Regions from separate parts of the Cricetulus griseus genome. Here region 1 is linked to region 2. A link is a contact called in public Hi-C data. All regions are on one chromosome and are shown on one strand. The core of a region is the stretch at or near the end of the contact, and the rest is flanking DNA. Distances in the headings are between cores, read along the strand shown.

Region 1 (2,700 bases), core at 184-2,683, 94 kb before region 2:
ATCTATCTTCCTCTATCACTCATTACCCACATGCCTTGAGACAGTGTCTCTCATTGAACTGGAAGTCTGTCTTTTTGGCTAGGCTGACTGGCCAGCCAGCAAGTTCCTGGGATCTTTTTGCCTCTGTTCCCCAATGTTGGGATTATGAACACACATGACCATGCCTTCTGGTTCTTTCACAAATTTACTGAAGACTCAACCTCAGTTCCCCATATGGAAGAAACTTGCATGGAAGTGCTCTTCCCCACCGAGCCATGTCCCCAGCACCTCAAGGTTCTTAGAAGGGACAAGTGTGCTGATAAAAACAAATCCCCTCCAAGCCAAAGTAGAAAAGAAGTTTCATTATCTCCACTCAAAATGGCTTCTCCAAAAAGCTCACTGGAACTCAGAGTCAAATGCTGATCTTCCTCTGTGATGCTTCAAGAAACAAACACTTCTCTCTAGAGGATACTTCTTGGTGGTTATAGAAATCAGCAGAAAGCATTTAGGGTAAAAAAAAACTTGGATGAAGAGCTCATGTTTGCAATTCTTGACATTCACAGACTCAGTCCCTGGAGAGTTTGAGTCACTGCTAGTGTGAAGTGTCCTCCTTTCTCTCCTTCCTGTGGAGGGAGATGAGGCAGGAAGGGACAAGAGGTGGTTTGGTTTATTTCTTTTTATATATTGCCAACAAGTAAAGTAACATGGACATGAATTTTCCATTTCAAATCCCCAGAAATTACCTGTCATCTCTCACTCTTGCTCCTTCCTACAGAAGAGAATTAGCTTCCAGTTTGGGGAGATCTGTGTTGCTGGTGAAATTCTCTATTGGATCATGATTAATGAAGCCACTCATTAGTAATATTGACCACAGGGGACAGGGACTTGATATTGATGAGCCTGAAATGTATTTCATTCTTCCTGTGTAGCTGGAGCAAAACCATACCATAGTTCATTGACGCTGGACCAGACCTGAAAGGTTATTCTGTGTGACTTCATTGTATGACTGAGAAATTCTAAGAGGAAAGTCAGCTTATTTGTTAAAGATCAGGCAGTGACTAAGTGGCACAGTCACACTCCGAGCCTCCAGGGCCCTTCTCCTATACTCACTGCTGATTCAAGGCTACTAAGTTGAGGGTTGGGAAGGGGAACAATTCTGGAATTGGCATCTGCCTGGGGTGGGTGTGGGGTGGCTTTCTTCCAGGGACCCACCTGCTAGCACTCAGTCCCACCACCTGAGGGAGCTGTGGAGTCCATTCTTCCACCACCTAGCACAAGAGTCCATTCTTCCACCACCTAGCTCTGCCATGTGCTGGGGCAGCGAACCCCTGCTTGGCAACTAAGTGGTATGGGTCTGTGGCAAGGCAAGTAGCCAAAGAAACAAACTCCGCTGTGCCTTAACAAGAGCAGTGGCTGAACCGCCAGACAAAATGGGAAAAAATGATTTGTTGTAGAATTCTTGTTAGTCTAGTCAGATCTCATTCGCCTGTGAAACCGGATTTGTAGGCACATGTACTGGCCAATGAGTCAGCCTTAAAAAAAAAAAAAAAAAAAGTCATTCATAATTTATGTATAAACAAGAATAGCTTTTGTTTCAGAGAACTCCAGAGGGTTTCACAGCCCTGTCTCCCAGTCCCATTCCCGAGAAGCGGTTCCTGTCTCAAGGCGGTTCCTATAGGCCTATAAATACTTTGATGTTCAGACATCTGGAACTTATATTTGGTGTTGACTAATGAGTATTATTATTTTATTATGTATTTATATATGATCTAAAAGAAATTTGAGGTTAGATGCCACATAACTCTGTATACACACTGAACAATGACAAATTCTTTTTACCCATTACACTGATGATTTATTACAGGGCATAAGAAGTTCTGAGTCGTTCACTTGACATATAATTGTGCTTGGGAAGATAGTAATGGTGTAGAGGGAATGTAAAATTGCCCTTAACGTATATTGTTAAAATACTTTGAAAGTGAACAAAATGGACTCCAGAGGCACTATTTCACTCGAGATATATATATATATATATATATATATATATATATATATATATATATATATATATTCAAAGATAGCCAATATGGAAACAAACTGGAATTCCTTTGAATAAGTAAAGATGAGTCCCAGTCTTAGAAATCCATGTGGGCATGCTTGAAAGGGCAATAAACAATACATAATGGATCTGACTTCAAAGAGAGCCTATTGGAGAACCAGACTTATTTCAAAGCCCAATGTTCCATTCCTAGCTTGTCTTGATACCAGTAAGCCACAGGTAAATACGCTGAGATCAAAGGAAAGGTGGGTGTGAGGAGGGGTGTCATTGACATTACTTTCTCCTCAAAGCATTTCCCCCAAGGGACGCTGGAGACAGCACCTTGTAAGAGCCTCTGTTGTATATTCAGGAATTTATCTTAGAGGAAGGAGTGTCAGAGGTATTTCAGTCTGTTAAGAATTGCCTCTCAAAGCGTGGTACAGGAGGCACGCTGAAGGCAGCATATACTGGGGAAGGGACACAAAACTGCAGAGAGATAAATGGCTTCATTATGCCCCGCACCAATCCATGCTCGCTTGCCTTTCCTCTGGAGAGCAACATCCGTGTAAACTGGCTTGGCCCATCAGCAGGCTGCCTGGCCTTTTGTGGAAGAATGAGTCCTCTGTGTGCACAGGCAGAGAAGTTGCCAACAAAGGCCTCCACTGCAGTGGTTGACAGCCTGG
Region 2 (2,700 bases), core at 91-2,590:
CAGTTGTTCCAGATGGCAGGAAATCATCATCGCACAGACCCTGAATCTGTAAGAGGAAGCTCAGAAAATCTACTGGAAAATTTTTGTCAGTAAAACCAACCCCATTTCTGCAAGGCCAAGCCTTCCTTGTGAACACTGTCAGAGCCTAGTGGGATTCTAAACAGTGCCCATACCTCTGAGATGAACAGGTGCCTGTCTCCAGAAGTGCTACATTCCTTGTTCACACTCCGTCTTCAGTCCTTGTGGGAGAGCTGAAAGAAAACCAAAAACAGTCATTAGGTTCTTCCCATTCTGCAGATTTTATAGGCTTCATCACTTGCCTTGGGTCAGAACTCAGTCTCCAAAATTAGTGGACAGACTCCTGCAAAATTAGTGCTCTCTGGCAGGTCCTGTGTCAATGTATAGCTCCAGGTCACATGCTGACTGCATGTCATACATGGAACCAGGAAAAGTTACTGCTCCATGTACAGCCTGAAAATAGGCGAGGGACTGGGAAAGAAGTAGTTACAAGAAGATGCAAAAACTGGAGGTCAACTGAGGCCTTAGGAGCGAACCAGATGTAAAGAAGATCAGGTTCAAATCCCAGCTCAGCCTTGCACTCCTGCTTTCCCATGCACTGCTCTTATCTCCTTCTAACATACTGTATACTTTATCCATTTGTTGTTTATACGTACTTTAAAGCACAAAGTTTATGAAGACAGATGTTTTTGAATGTTCAGGGATATACTTCTGAGCCTAAACAATTTCTGGCACATAACAAACAGGTGTTGCATAAACTGTACTGAGTGAATGAATTAATTACATATCCCAGGCTTTTGGTTACCCTCTTCGAGCCTCAGTTTTCTCATGTATGGTCTAAATGAGGCCTGCATGGACAGATGACAGAATAGGAATATGCCCAACTCAACCTAGACCATAATAATATGTGGCTGTTTTTATTATTCAATATTGGTGATTTGAGACTAAAGGAATCCTAATGAATGTTAACAATCTCAACTTGGGGATGTGGGGGAAGCCTGTCATGTTACATCCTCAAGAATAAGTAATAGAGTGTGCTATAAGAAAAGAAGAAAGAAGAACACAGACATGGCAAAGGGCTAGACAAAACTGCTTGCTGCTTTGACAAATAAACACACTCTGTTTTTGTTTATTGTCTATGCTCTCAACTGTGCCTGAGGACTGACTTCTGGGTCAGCTTTAGGGCCCTAATTTTAACTAACCAGAGGTAGGTGAATCTCCAAAGCCAGGGAAACATGAGCTCTCCCTTGTGGGCACTGTCACAGGCTCTGTGCTCTGAACAAATTCACAGGGATGGAGGTGTCTGCACAGTGACTACACCAAGTAAAACAAGAGGCTTTCCGCTCCATGACACACCTATGACTCAGTCTGCCCAGACAAAGCTGGAGATTAAGTTTCCTTGCCAAATCTGCAAGGAGAAACATGACACCTTTGCTGGCTAGGAGTGGAACACGCTTTATTAACCCAGCCTTAATTATATTCCATTTTGAGATTCAATAGTTTCGATTGCAACATTGCATGAAACCAGGGTGAGCTGCACCCCATGGGACTCTCATTGACAAATGAGACCAGAAAACTGCCTGAGAAACAGTGACCTGCTTATGGCAGCTGGTGAGGGAGGCAGTATGGAGCTAATGCCCAGCTCTGGAGGAGCCCCTGATTTGGCCACATCAGGGCATGGCTGAGTTGGCAGTTACCTGGGTCAGGGAAACTCATTGGAAAGGTCAAAAGTGAATGTGGCAGGATTTATATGATGCCTAAGACCAGGAACTGGGAATGCCATTGTCCCAACCCTGGATGAAGTTCTTTTCATCTCATTATCCTCTCGGTCGTCACTTCTACAAGAAGACAGAAAATGGCCATTGGCTTTAAGGTGCACAGATTAGAGCCAACACTGTACTAAGGAAGGAAATGAACCTTTCACTTTTATTTTGAGGTCAGTTTCTCCGAATATTTTGTCTGACTTTGTAGTTTCCAAATCAAGTCACTGAGAGCACTGTTTCCCCAATGGCTGCCATCAACAGAATTATCTTGATGACTTCCTAGTACTGACCACACTCTTCGTCGGGTAACATGCTTAGAGGTTTTTATGAATTACCTCATTGAAGCACCACAATAGTGTTATGAGGTGAGCATGTACTTTCATTTGTCAAGTTTCTTCATTTAGAAAAAGGGATACATGGGGTTCAACTCAAATCCACACAATACCCAAATAATTACCCTAACTGCCATCCTCTGCCTCCCCCAGCTGCAGCATGCTGAATCACACCTAGTCTTCCATGGCCCAGAAGTTTCAATAGATGGTAGCCTCAGTAATGTTTGTTAATTAATTAATTGAATAGATCATTTTAAAGAGCCTTAGATTGGGAACAAAAGGGTTAGTTGGATGTCAGCCCTGACAGCAATACTCCAACTGGAGTAGAGCCAAGACATCTTCCGGGGTGTTGGTCCTCCCATCTAAACAGAAAAATGGTTGGACTAGATGACCTCTGATCTGATTCAGGGTCTTGCCCCAAGTTCACCTCCCCAACTAGCGTCCAAAGCCAACATTAGGGATCCTCCTGCCTCCCTGCCTTCTTCCCCACACCCAAGTCCACAGACACATAAACAGGTACTTATCCTGACAACACCTTGGCCCAAGTTCCCATGAGTCACGTGTCAAGCTAGGCAGGGATGTAGACA

What was found. A called contact is a pair of places that touch in the nucleus more often than the background predicts.
Region 1: a contact with region 2 is called in a Hi-C map of the CHO-K1 cell line, with 4 times the contacts expected there. The contact joins two enhancer-like sites. A contact is called at or near these places in 2 of 8 Hi-C or Micro-C datasets (the CHO-K1 cell line and fibroblasts).

What each region holds. Positions count from the first base shown.
Region 1 is chr2:87,479,599-87,482,298 of CriGri-PICRH-1.0, reverse strand. It overlaps LOC103160568 (a long non-coding RNA gene), which reads right to left. Exons shown (of 10, transcript XR_004768252.1): 9 at 723-1,511; 10 at 1-602. Among named protein-coding and RNA genes, the nearest start is that of Actl7b, 330 kb to the right of the region's middle. Within about 2 kb of position 1,433, at least 3 of the 6 cell types and tissues checked have open chromatin away from gene starts, as enhancers often do. A contact at or near this core is called in the CHO-K1 cell line and fibroblasts, where this site is marked.
Region 2 is chr2:87,385,976-87,388,675 of CriGri-PICRH-1.0, reverse strand. It overlaps LOC103160568 (a long non-coding RNA gene), which reads right to left. Exons shown (of 10, transcript XR_004768252.1): 2 at 174-251. Among named protein-coding and RNA genes, the nearest start is that of Actl7b, 230 kb to the right of the region's middle. Within about 2 kb of position 1,340, at least 2 of the 6 cell types and tissues checked have open chromatin away from gene starts, as enhancers often do. A contact at or near this core is called in the CHO-K1 cell line and fibroblasts, where this site is marked.